3 separate regions of the Mus musculus genome follow, and all the other regions are linked to region 1. The links are chromatin contacts, called in public HiChIP or PLAC-seq maps. All regions are on one chromosome and are shown on one strand. Each heading gives the region's core, a stretch centred on a gene start, on an enhancer-like site or on the middle of the called end of the contact. The rest is flanking DNA. Distances are from core to core; before and after follow the strand shown. Region 1 holds the start of Nipsnap2 (nipsnap homolog 2). Region 2 overlaps Adgrd1 (adhesion G protein-coupled receptor D1). Region 3 overlaps Tyw1 (tRNA-yW synthesizing protein 1 homolog (S. cerevisiae)).

Region 1 (4,290 bases), core at 532-3,031:
GACTGCTTGCTCAGTAACAACAGATGTGAGAGTAAGATGTCGGTTCATTCCACTTGGAATCATATTACAGGTGGTTTAAATAATTTGCACCTACAAGTTGCATCTGTCCTGAAACAAAAGCATTCACACACTTTTCCCTCGAGATGTGTCTCTTGTCCTCTGTGTGTCTGTGTGAGATACACACCCCAGTACTAAAGATTGCCAGTAAATCAGACAAGCCATATTATATGGTGCTCTCATAATGCTGGAGAGATGGCTCCATGCCTAAGACCACCTGTTCCTTTCCTAGAGGGGCAGAGTTCCGATCCCAGCACCCAAGTGGTGGCTTACAACCATTTCTGTAACTGTACTTCAGAGGGTCAGAGACTTTCTTCTGGTCCCTGAAGGCCCAAGGCATGCACACGGTGCACATACATAGATGCAGGTAAAAACCACACATACGCACAAACAAAAGAAATCTGAAGGCAAGTTCTGGAGCTGGTGAGATGGCTTAAGGGGTAAAGAAACTGGCTGCTAAGTTTGATGAACTACATTCAATTTCCCAGACCCACATGGTGGAAGAAAATCAATTACACACACGTGGCAGAGAGCTCAGAGGTTAAAAAAAATCTTAAAAAAAAAAAAAAGGAATATTTCAATTAGCCAAGGCTGGCCTGCAACTGCACACCTGCAACTGCAGAACTTTGGAGTCTGAAGCAAAAGGTTTGCTGAAGGTTCAAGGCCAGCCAGGAATATATGTAGTAAGATCTTGTCTCAAAATACATACATACATACATACATACATACATACATACATACATACATACATACATAGGGCCTGGAGAGATGGCTCAGGGGTTAAGAACACTTGCCGCTCTAGAAGAGAACTCAGATTCAATTCCCAGCCCCGACATGGCGGCTCACAACCCTCTGTAACTCCGGGTCGTTGGGGATCCAAAACCTTCTCCTGGCTGCCCCAGGCACCTATGTGTTAGCCACACATGAAAGCAAACACTTATACACATAAAATAAAAAAATAAATCCTACAAACCGCTTAAACAGCAAATAAGCATATAAAGGAAGAAAAGAAGGGAAAACAAATCTGTCGGTAAATTCGGATGGCCTTTCGTTATTTAAACGTGGGGATGTCAAGGTGACAGGTTGACACACCGAGCACAGTCTCCGCGGAGGTCAGGAAAAAAGAAAAAGTTTCGACAGCGAACTCCGCCATCTACTACAGCTGGCCACCGTGGGTTACTTTTTTTTTTTTTTTTTTTTGCCACTCCGCTTTCAAATTTAAGGGCTGTCCCGACTGGGGACCCCGGGGTACAGCTTCCCCAGGGAGACCAGCCATCCTTTTGCTTCTCTGCACGACCTGGGGCGAGGCATTGCTACTGCGAGGGGCGCAGCGCGCAGAGGCTGAGGGCGGACGTGGCCCGCGAGCCCGGGCGTCCCCGGCAAGGGCGGCGCCGGCAGGACGGTGACCTTGAGCCCCACGGGGGCCCGGGAAGGCGCCGCAGCCTCGCCAGCCCTCGGTCGCCTGGGACTCGGGAGGCCGGCCCCCCGGCGTCCCCTGCCCGCCCCGGGGACCCCGCGCCCTTCGCCCCACGGCGGCCCCTCCCCGGCCGGGCCCCGGAAAGGGCGGCGCTGCTCACCGGAGCCCCGGCAGGAAGCCGCTCTGGGCGGCTGGCCGCAGCAGGCCTCCTCGCGCGAGCAACACCCGCGCCGCCATCTTGCTCCGGAGCCTGAAGCTCCTACCGCCTCGGTGTCGCTGACGCCGCCGCTACCGCGACCCCTCCCCCGGCCGGGCCGACCAGGCTGGGGCGGGGCGGGGCAGGGCGCTAGGCCGCTGTAGTGCAGGGGAGCGGCCGCTAGGGGGAGCAGCGTGGCGCCTCAGTGCTGCCGCCAGGGGGCGTGCCAAGAAGTTGCTGAAGATATCCGTAGATCCCGCGAGGGGAGTTCAGGGTCTCTGAAGTCCGAGTGAGAAAGGAACCTGGAATGTACACGGGGAGATCCACGGGAAAGGAGTAGATCTGTGCATGTGGGGAATCCAGAGTCTGATTTTATGGTTGAGGGCCACCACAAACATGAGGAAACGTGTTAAAGTTTTAGCAGCATCAGGAAAGTCGAGAACCACTGGTATAGGGGGAAGTGTATTCTGTAAGGATAATAAAAGAGCTATGGATATAAGCATAAACTTCAGCAAGATAAGAGTAGGCAAAAGCAGAACTAGATCCCGAGGAATCAGAGAAATAGGGAGCAGCCTGGGCCTCAGTTACATGCAGAGGCCAAGAGAAGGATACTCTCCAATTGGTGGCTGCCTTCCTGGTTCTGAGTTAGAAGACGGATGGGAGCTGTAATCTTGAAGCTCAGGAGTTGTGGTTTTCTTTATCTTTTAAATTTTTCTCTTCCTAGTCTATGTGCATCATCAGTGTTTTGCCTGCATGTATGTCTGTGTGAGAGTGTGGGTGGAGCCCCTGGCAATTGGAGTTGCAGGAGGTTGTGAGCTGCCATGTGGGTGCTAGGAATTGAACCCCAGGTCCTCCGGGAAGAGCAGCCAGTGCTCTTAATCGCTGAGCCATCTTTCCAGCCCCATGGGTACAGTTTTTCTAACAAGAATTTGGACAAATGACAGGGTCTGGTCTTGTGGGTGGTGGAGGAGCGGTTCAGACTGGGAGAGGCACTCCTTTGAATGTGAATGAGGCTGAGAGCGGTCCATAAAACTGTAGACCCAACTGTGGGAGGCAGATATGTGACTTGCTGCGGGCAGGGCCTCTTCAAGCGTCGGTGAGCCCTGCCTTTTTTATACAGATCCTTCATTTCTCAACTTAGCTGAGACAGGGTCTTTATGTGGCGCCCAGTCCGGCCTCAAACTGATGGTAATCTGTTTACCGCTCTTGAGTCGGGGTTGAACCTGGGAGAATGGAGCCTAAAAACGAGGCGGACTAAAGTCTCAAGCAATAGCGTTTATTCAGAGCATCAGACGATTTATACTCTGAGGGTATAGAAGAACCACAGGAGTTAGGTGTGTAATCATAAGGACAAGCCACACGTGGCAAAAAAATAATAAAAGCAGCAAGCAGTAATGAGTGATCTGGAGTGAACTCACTGCGATTCGCTACACCTGGGAGGGGTGTGAAGCACAGTCTATGAACAAGTTTTGTGTTTTGAAGAAACTGAGGTTACAAGACTCATTTGGAGTTTCTCACAAGCATTCAGAGTTCCCCTCATGCGACTCCATCCTTGGGTCCTGCCTGTTCTGACAGGAATCCTTTTGTAATCTCAGGGTAAACTCCTGGGTTGAGATTACTTGCAGAGCCGTCATAAGCTGTTTAGTTATTGGACCTCATTATTCAGACCAGGATGGCCTCAAACTCTCAATGCTCCTGCCTCTGTCTCTGCGGTGCAGGGATCATAGGTATGCAGTATTGCACTTGACTCAACTTTATAGGTTAGGAGTTTCAACTCTCTCTTGGAATGCAAACTTGGCGTTTATGCATTTCTTTGATGACTCTGCTTTTGTGCTCCTTAGCATTAGGCCATATTTTTCCTGTATTCCCCACCCCCAAACCCATTGCCATTTGGCTCTAAAGTTTCATTAGTTCTTTAGTCCAGTGCTCTCCTCCCTTCCTAAGTACTGGTGACTGTACTTAGGGCCTTGAATATGTTAGGCATGTGTTCTATTAATGAGCTTGCATCTTCAATCTATTTTTGAAATAGGTTCTACCAAGTTGCCTGGGCTTGCTGTGCTCAGCACTTAGCCTCCTGAGTGCTATATTATAAGTGTATGCCATGGGCTGGAGAGATGGCTCAGGGGTTAAGAGCACTGACTGCTCTTCTGAAGATCCTGAGTTCAAATCCCAGCACCCACATGATGGCTCACAACTATTTGCAATGAGATCTGATGCCCTCTTCTGGCTTGTCTGAAGACAGCTACAGTGAGTGTATTTAGATATAATAATAAATTAATTGATTAAAAAAATAAGTGTAGGGGGCTGGAGAGATGGCTCAGTGGTTAAGAGCACTGACTGCTCTTCTGAAGGTCCTGAGTTCAAAACCCAGCAACCACATGGTGGCTCACAACCATCTGCAATGTGATCTGACGCTCTTGTCTGGTGTGTCTGAAGACAACTACAGTGTACTCATATACATAAAATAAATAAATTTAAAAAAAAATAAGTGTATGCCACTACCCAAGTGGCTTTAGGCCCTGCCATGGATCACCCCACTCAGGTATGGGGGGGGGGGTCCCTGGAATGAGGGTTCTTGAAGCTAGGTGGGTAAGGATTTGGTGGTGACAAACAGAAACAA
Region 2 (4,290 bases), core at 619-3,118, 600 kb after region 1:
GTCTCATGTTAAAACTGTCAATGTCCGCTCTGTGAAAGAACTTGCGCATAGATTGAAAAGGCCAGCCATGGGCTGGGGGGAAATATCTTCAGTGGATACTGTTACACAAAATGGGCAAAGTGCTCTCAGAACTCACAGTAATCGAATGAATACCCCACTTAAAGATAGGTAAAAGGTCAAAGCTCAAAACAGACTCCTCCCCCCCAATAGACAAAATGTATAACATCAGAAATGGACCCTGATATCCACTCCCCAAACAAGCACACATTAGGGTGGCACATCTCTGAAGCATAGTGCAGGGATGGCTGCTACAGGGGTGAGGTTGGCCATGCATCAGTGTGGCCCATTACATAGTGCAGGGGTGGGTGCTGCAGGGGTGAGGTTGGCCATGCATCAGTGTGGCCCATTACATAGTCCAGGGGTGGGTGCTGCAGGGGTGAGGTTGGCCATGCATCAGTGTGGCCCATTACATAGTGCAGGGGTGGGTGCTGCAGGGGTGAGGTTGGTCATGCATCAGTGTGGTTCAATACTCAATCACAGTGCAGGGCTGGGATGCTGCTGCGGGGAGGTTGGTCATGCGCAGAGGTGGGAGGCCCCTGGCAGCCCTCTGTTCCTTGGACTCAACTTCACTATGGGTTTTTTTTTTTTAACATTTATTTATTTATTACATGTAAGTACACTGTAGCTGTCTTCAGACACTCCAGAAGAGGACGTCAGATTTCATTATGGATGGTTGTGAGCCACCATGTGGTTGCTGGGATTTGAACTCGGGACCTTTGGAAGAGCAGTCGGTGCTCTTAACCACTGAGCCATCTCGCCAGCCCCCACTATGGGTTTTTAATGCTTTAAAACAAGGAGGCTGCCCAGGGCAACAGCACAGTCATGCCAGACTAGCGTCCATGCACCTGGTCTGCAGAGCCAATGAAGAGGCAGCGTGGGAACCTAGTTTTACTGAGGGCAGGCCACCGTGCTGACTAGGCTGCATAGGAAGGTGGGTGCTCCGCCTAGGCGGCAGCTCCCCTTCCCCCTCCTGCCACTAAAAGATGACGCTGGGGCTGCCATTCTCTTTTGTTTCCAATGGGAACTTGGAAGATCTGACTTTTGACATAAAATCGCAACTCACTCAGAAGGTCATTGAAAATCTAAAAACTCACAGGGCAGGAGCCACCAAACTATCCAAAGGCCTGGCTTGACATAGCATATATGACGTTAACCAACATGGGGTGGCACAATGACTAATAGCCAGCCTCCTGGCTCCATCAGAAACTTCCTTAGGAAGACTCTGAGTCCCCCTTCTCATCAATAGGAAGACTGGCCTCCAAAGGACCTCCTCTATTTTATAAGCCTTGGTGTAAGACATCCTCCTGGGGTTGGCAAAGATGACACGGGGCAGCCCCCCTCTGAAGGACACACAGTGCCCCTGCCCATGGGTCACTGTGGACTGCCAGTGATTACGTCAGAGCTTCCTGCTGGGGATTGTGTAATTTTAGTAATTTTGATGCTCTGAAGAACACTTGGATCCTAAGCAGGGCCAAAGCGTTATTGTGCTTGACTTTGAAAGTGAGAATAACAAAGCCCTTCAGTGAACAAATGAGGAGCAGATGAGGAGAGGATGTTTACAAGTCTCTCTCTGCATCCCTGGCTTGGAAAACAGCACGTGTTCGTTTCAAAGAACCTGCTAGATGCCTGGTGCTTGCCACGGGCCCAAGGCCCATGGGGGTGGGGGTAGGGGGATGAGCTGTTACCTAGGAAACCTTGACCTCAAGCGGTCCTCACTGAGAGCCATCGCTGAAATTCAGATGGAGCCTCCATAAGTACGAAGGCAAAAGTGTTTCCAGCCTTGGGAGTGGGAGAGAATCCAGAAATTTGATATCTTCCCTAGCTGCATTTCCCCACCTTGCAGAGGAGGAGCTATGAGCTCAGCTGAAGCACCCACAGAGCAAACCCAAGTCTCCCAGGATTCTGCAGCTCATTGTTGAAGACTCCTTTGATCCATCAGGCGTCTGTCTCCCAGCAAAATAGTAACTGTTACCCTTCTTGTGTTACAAATGAAGAAATGGAACAAAAGTGGTTGAATATGATACCGATACAGGGTCTATAAAGCTCCAAAGTACAGAGTTAGCACCTGGCCTGACGTCTTAACAGGCTGTGCCACCTCCTTCAAATGGGCCATAAAAGGACCCGAGCTACTTCAAAGACATTGTTCTCAACCTTAATCAATGCTGCAACCCTTTAATACCCCCTCCATAAAATCATTTTCATTGTTACTTCATAACTGTAATTTTGCTACTGTTATTGTTGGCATCAAGAACTGGCTTTACAGTCAGGATCTGCCTTTACGGTCTCGAGTCATCTCTGAATGCAGCGATGACCGTGATGTCACCCATTTGCGTCAGGGACCTGCTCATCTGTTGTCATGGCAACAGAGTCCCAGAGTCCACCTGGTTCATCTCCCACCTCTACCTGCAAGTGACTACATCACAGTCTAAATAAAAGGCATCTTGGCCTTCACTCTTTTCCCCCTTCATCTCTGTCGCCCTCCTTTTGCCCCTTCCCCCCACAATAAACCTCTCTCACTTGGAACTGTACTGGCCTGGCATGGTCTTTCCAGAAGCAAGCTGCGTTTCTTTTTTTTTTTTTCAAAGATTTATTTATTTATTATATGTAAGTACACTGTAGCTGTCTTCAGACACACCAGAGGAGGGCATCTGACCTCATTATAGGTGGTTGTGAGCCACCATATGTTTGCTGGAATTTGAACTCAGAATCTCTGGAAGAGAAGTCAGTGCTCTTAACCGCTAAGCCATCTCACCCGCCTGCAAGCCACGTTTCTAACACAACAGTTATGGATTGTAATGTAGATATCTGGTATGTGACCCCAGTGGGGATGTGTGTGTCTCGACCCATAAGTTGAGAACCCCTGTCCTAGAGTCTTAGTATGAAGGATCCTGGCCTATGCCCTGGCTAGTTTCTGTCCAGGTCCTCTCTGCATGCCACATGAAACCCCTCTGTGGACCTGGTCACCTTCTTCCTCTGATACCTTGCACTTTCCCCAGTGCCCCCTTGGTTCAGATGTCCAGTGTCCAGCTCAGCTAATAGCATACCACAGAGCTTCTCCACTTACTCTGAAACTCAGTCACTTCCCATTGGATCTAAAGGTGAATTCTTAACCAAGATGGCACAATGCCCCAGCCTCTCCTCCTGCCTTACTGCCTGCCTGCTCCCTGATTGGCAGGCTGTCTTCCCCAGAACTTTCCGCACTGTGCTGAGAGCAGCTTCAAGGCCATATCACCCTAAAGGTGCGGAGACAGGGAGATTTAACCACATTTTATCTTCTGCACACAGCTTCTACCTTGATTCCAGACAATAACTGGGCACCAGTTCATGTCACCTTCATTACGCAGAAAACCAGCCTCACATAGGCACTGGGGTAGCAGCAATCACACAGCAAGCTCATAGTCAGGGCTTTGACCTTGGCATGAATGAGGTCACCTTGTGACAAGTATTGTCCTGGCACCTTCTCAAGCTGTGGTCAAGAAGGAGCCCTGTGCCACACTAAATGCGACAGAAGGTCCAGTTGGTGCTAAACTCACCGGGAGGGTTGAAGGTGGCCTTCCACGTCATGGAATTATCACGTGTGTACAGCTCCACAGAGCCCTTTCCACCACTAGAGCAGACTTTGAACCCGTCAGAGACGACCTGTCCCCCGTATGCGTACGGGGCTGGTCGGGTCTGGTCTCCTTGAGTCTTCCAGAAGAATGAAAATGTCACTCCTGAAGAGAAAAGCAGGCATTTATCAGTTGGTACTTCAGAGGCATGAAACATTACAGCACAGTGAGGGCCAGGTACTGTCCCAAGAGTGTGACCTGAGCCATCACCTCCTTCCAAATAGTACAAAGCCCTGCTCCCATTCCCAGGGCACGGAAGAGGGAACTGAGACCACTCCGTTAGTGACTGATGGAAGTCAGATACAGACCCAAGCTGGCTGCCTCTGGGTGTGCAAACGTGAACAGTCTCCACCCCACCTGCTCACCCCGATCCTGACAACGATATCACACAGGAAGGAACGTCTTCATTCGTACTGCTTACACACAGCACCTTTTTAAAGATTTACAGCCTCCAGGATGTCCTCCCACATCCGTAAATACACTTTTCCACTGTCATTTTTATGTCTGCCCGACATCACATCCTCAACAGCCCCCTGTTTCTGAGTCATATGGTTTGCTTCAAAGTTTTGAAGGAACGTTCCAAACAGAACTCGAAGCTAATTTTTTTTGTCAAATCTTAAAT
Region 3 (4,290 bases), core at 1,075-3,574, 550 kb before region 1:
TTTCCCACTTAAAGACTGTTTTTCAAATAAAGAAATTTACATTTTCAGTCAAAAGCCAAAATGAACTTTCACTGCACTACAGTTTGACTGATTTGGGGAAAAGACCATAAAAGAATTCACGTTTTTGGTTTGGTTTTTTGTTTGTTTGTTTATTTGAGACAGGGTTTCTCTGTGTAGCCTTGGCTGTCCTGGAGCTAGCTCTGTAGACCAGGCTGTCCTTGAACTCACAAAGCTCCACCTGCCTCTGCCTCCCCAGTGCTGGGATTAAAGTCGTGGTTACCACCACCGCTGGGTGTCCATTTGCAATCTTAATGATAAAGAATGCTCCACAGCTCTGAATGCCCTTTCTGAACCAGTGTGCTCTCCTCAGCCTCCACATTAAGATTTACCTGTCCTCCGAGGAGCCTGTTTACACAGAACTGAATGAGAAGAATGTAGCAAAGGCCAGAGAGATGGCTCAGCAGATAAACATGCTTGCCACAAGCCTGATAACTTGAGTCCACCTGTGGGACTGCAAGGTGGAAGGAGAGAGAGAAGCCATTCACAGATGCTGTCCCCTGGCTGTGCCCTGTACCCCTACACACAAACATACAACACACAACATACAACACACAAACATACAACACACAAAGTGCAGACACACGTGAAATAAGTGTAACTTTTAATGTTCAAAGTTCATGTAAGTACAACAAAACAAAAAAGACAAAACCACCAAACAGAACCCTTCCAGGTGGAAGCTAGAGAAATTAAGCTGCCTTTCCTTCAAGCCAGACCTGTGCTGTACCAGAGCCTAGGAGCTGAATGGATCACAGAGCCCAACCGCAGCATCCCCCACAGAAACGGTACCTTTTCCCTCTTCACGGGGTTCATGATGTTGCCCAGGTCCTCAACATCCACCACAGAAGTCAGGCTCTGATAATCCTGGGTCCCGAGCTCGTCCTCGCTGCTGCTCTCACAGGGCTCTTCCTCCTGCAAGGCCAGAACGTCAGAATCCCACACAAAGCTCAGCTCTCACGTCCCTGTTTTATTGTGTTTGGGTCAGTTTGTGCTGCTGGTGATGGATTCCCTGGCCTTTCACAATCCTGGGCAGGCACTCCACCACTGCCTCACTTCAAAGCACCTTTACAGTGTTTTTGTTTGAGTATTCTTTGCTGCTTTTTAATCATTATTTTGTGTTACATGCATGTGTGTGTGTGTGTGTGTGTGTGTGCACGCACACACACACACACACACACACACACACACACGACAAGCCTGGAACCCAGGTCATGGAGTTTGGTGGCAAGTTCCTTTACGTTCTGAGGCATCTTACTAGCCCTGACTGATTAGTAATAATTTTTAAAAATATAAATCATGTGGGGCAATGGTGGCGCACGCCTTTAATCCCAGCACTTGGGAGGCAGAGGCAGGCAGATTTCTGAGTTCAAGGTCAGCCTGGTCTAGAGAGTGAGTTCCAAGACAGCCAGGACTACACAGAGAAACCCTGTCTCAGGAAAAAAAAAATCATCTTACCTCTCTGGCATCAAAGTGATCCCTGTGAAAAGGCATCACAGAGTCCGTCCGTTTGGAGAGATGGCTCAGTGGTTAAGGGCCCTGACTGCTTTTCCAGAAGACCTGAGTTCAGTCCCCACCCACATGGCAGCTGCCAACTGTGTCTATTGTTGGTTCTAGGGGATCCGGTGCCCTCTCCTGGGCCCGATGGGTGGGAGCTGCACCCACACCGTGCACAAACCTACTTACAGGCCACATAAGCAAACAAACCTCACAAAGTGACAAAAACTAATCCCTCAGCAAACTTGCCCTGTGCCTACAGGCTGGACAATGCTGGGGGAAGAAAACCGCAGGCAGGCACACGGGGAAGTGTGGGCTACAGGGTAGCTGGATGGGACAGCACTTCCCAGCAGGCCTGGGGCCACCAAGATGCTGCTTTGAGTAACAGTGCCTGCAGCCTGGGCTCTATCTCCTGGATCCACTTGGTGACGGAGGGAACTAACTTCTACAAGGTGTCACCTGACCTCTACACATGCTCTGCAGCATGTGTGCACATGTACAAACACACACACGTAAGAAATTTTTTTTTTTTAAATTTTGGGCAGAGACTTGTTTGCTTCTAGATAACAAAATAGTAATGTGTCACAAAAACTGTCACCCAACAATGGGCCATATGTGTGGCAGTGGCCCCATGGTCCCATATTGCCTGTGACATCACAGCCCTCTCCGTTTCTTTCAGCATACCCGCTGATGCCCACCTAGCACTGGAGCAGCCTGAACACGTCACTGCTCAGAACAGATTCTGAGGTTAAGTGCCATGTGCCTGTGACTCATTTCTGCAAACAAGTATAATGAAGTGACTTCAATTCAGCGCTGTGTAAAGGGCCAACCGTCAGCACATAGAAACAATCCCAGCCTCAGCTCTACCGCTCTGTCAGGCTTACTCCAGATGTTACTGTGCAATAGGGAGGGATGAGCACAGCTGTGACCCCAAACCCTCAAAGGAGAGGCAGACAGACTGACAGAGTGCTTCCATAGCACTTAGAGCCCTGGGTTCCGCCTCAGCACTGGATGCACACAGCCTGGGGATGCATACCTATATTCCCAGCACTCTGAAGGTGGAGGCCGGAACACCACAAGTTCAAGGTCACCCTCAATCAAGCAGGTGCCAATCAATGTCACCTGAGCTACATGAGACCCTGTCTCAAAATTAATCAATCAAATTTTAAAATTGGCAGCAGGTGACATTTAGCTGGTGAGACACTTAGCTGACGATCTCGGGCTCCTCTGTAACTCAGGCTCAGAACCTCATCTCTGACAGAGACGAACTTACTGCCTCTCAAAGGAACTCATTTCATCTTCACATAAAATCTAATCAGAACTGCCATTAACTTGGCTCTGTGACCTTCAGAAAATTTAAAACCTGTCTTCAATAGAAGATGAATGCAGAGGATGAGAGATGGGTCAGCTGCTCCAGGAGAGCGCCTGGGTCCAGTCCCTAGCATCCACTTGGTAGCTTACAATGGTCTGCAACTCCAGCTGTAGGGAACCCACACCCTCTTCTGGCCTCCACAGGCACTGCAGGCATGTGCTACACAAATACACTAGCAGGCAAAAGACTCATACACATACATTTTAAAAAAATAAATAAATGAATAAATGCTTTAAAAAAACCAAAAGAAGTTAAATGTAACTCATAGAAGCCACTGGGGTTAGAAAATTAATGTGAAGCACCCCCATCCTCCCCAGAAATGGACCGGTCCAATTACAGCAACCCCAGGGTACCGACATTACAGAGTTCGCCCGCTGTGCCTAAAAGATTTAGGGAGAAGTAGCCACAGTAGGCTGCCTCTGTCGTGGAACAACTGCGCAAACATTAAGGGAACGTAAAGCTGGAAGAGTGGATGGGAAAAGTCACCTATGCTGGTGGGAGGCAGAACACAAGCAACAGTAAGCCACTGAGAAATCGCCAGCAAACTGGGAAACAAAGTGCAGGGGTGCGGAAGAGATGTGAGGAGATCACATCCCGGAAGGAAAACGGCAGAGGCTTCTAAGTGACTGAAAGGGGCTGGGGAGACTGTTCCGTGGTTAAAGTGCTTGCTGGGCAAACATGAGGACCAGAGTTTGACTCCCTAGTTCTAATCCCTATAAACGCTGCATGAGTATGGCTGCCCACCTGAATTCCAGCCTGACTAACCCGCCAGCGCGCGCTCTCTCTCTCTCTCTCTCTCTCTCTCTCTCTCTCTCTCTCTCCCTCCCTCCCTGAGTGCCGGGTTGACTGAGATACCCTACCTCAATGAATAGGGTACAAAAGAAATCAAACACGATTCCAAACATTAACCTCTGGCCTCCACATGTGTACATATACACGAACACACACACACACACATATGCCCACAAGCATACACACACATACATGCACACCACATACACATGTATGAAAATGGGGGAAATACAAACTTTAAAATATAGTCTGTATAAGGAGAGCAGTGTAGCCCGTGTCTACCCGGAATACATAAGATGACAGACTAGACAGACTGCAGACAGGAGTAGCTGCAGAAAGCCTGCTACAGCACACTAGGGAAGAAAGTTACTGGCCATTCGCAGGTAACGGGAGAGCAGATGCCTGACACTCAAAGTCACCTGTCATTTGACACGTATGCTCAGCACCAAGAACCACTCCCCCACCCAGTATGGCACTTGCTGGTAATGAAGGTAATGAAGAGAGGGAAAAGCAGGATGCAGGTGGAGTGAGGAGAGTGAGCAGGGGCCAAGGTTAGGTAGAGGGGCAGGGTTTCT

The links. HiChIP or PLAC-seq counts read pairs in DNA pulled down with a chosen protein or histone mark.
Region 2: an H3K4me3 HiChIP or PLAC-seq map of embryonic forebrain shows a contact between it and region 1, with 4 times the contacts expected there. The contact joins the enhancer-like site here to the promoter of Nipsnap2 in region 1. A contact is called at or near these places in 6 of 39 promoter capture datasets (the HPC-7 cell line, HPC-7-derived erythroid cells, cranial neural crest and 2 more), 2 of 115 datasets of contacts at active chromatin or transcription factors (embryonic forebrain and embryonic stem cells) and 1 of 9 other capture datasets (embryonic stem cells).
Region 3: an HNF4G HiChIP or PLAC-seq map of pancreatic cancer cells shows a contact between it and region 1. The contact joins the enhancer-like site here to the promoter of Nipsnap2 in region 1. A contact is called at or near these places in 4 of 39 promoter capture datasets (HPC-7-derived erythroid cells, liver and pre-B cells), 8 of 484 Hi-C or Micro-C datasets (the Ba/F3 cell line, bone marrow-derived macrophages, embryonic stem cells and 4 more), 2 of 115 datasets of contacts at active chromatin or transcription factors (bone marrow-derived macrophages and pancreatic cancer cells) and 1 of 9 other capture datasets (liver).

The regions. Positions count from the first base shown.
Region 1 is chr5:129,722,566-129,726,855 of GRCm38.p6, reverse strand. It overlaps Nipsnap2 (nipsnap homolog 2), which reads right to left and starts at 1,781. Exons shown (of 10, transcript NM_008095.4): 1 at 1,635-1,781. The coding sequence starts at 1,711.
Region 2 is chr5:129,121,894-129,126,183 of GRCm38.p6, reverse strand. Adgrd1 (adhesion G protein-coupled receptor D1) reads right to left here. Exons shown (of 25, transcript NM_001347486.1): 5 at 3,594-3,773. Among named protein-coding and RNA genes, the nearest start is that of Gm46923, 7.4 kb to the right of the region's middle. Within about 2 kb of position 1,868, at least 23 of the 459 cell types and tissues checked have an H3K27ac peak or open chromatin away from gene starts, as enhancers often do.
Region 3 is chr5:130,271,300-130,275,589 of GRCm38.p6, reverse strand. Tyw1 (tRNA-yW synthesizing protein 1 homolog (S. cerevisiae)) reads right to left here. Exons shown (of 16, transcript NM_001015876.2): 7 at 847-969. Among named protein-coding and RNA genes, the nearest start is that of Tyw1, 16 kb to the right of the region's middle. Within about 2 kb of position 2,324, at least 14 of the 459 cell types and tissues checked have an H3K27ac peak or open chromatin away from gene starts, as enhancers often do. A contact at or near this core is called in pancreatic cancer cells, where this site is marked.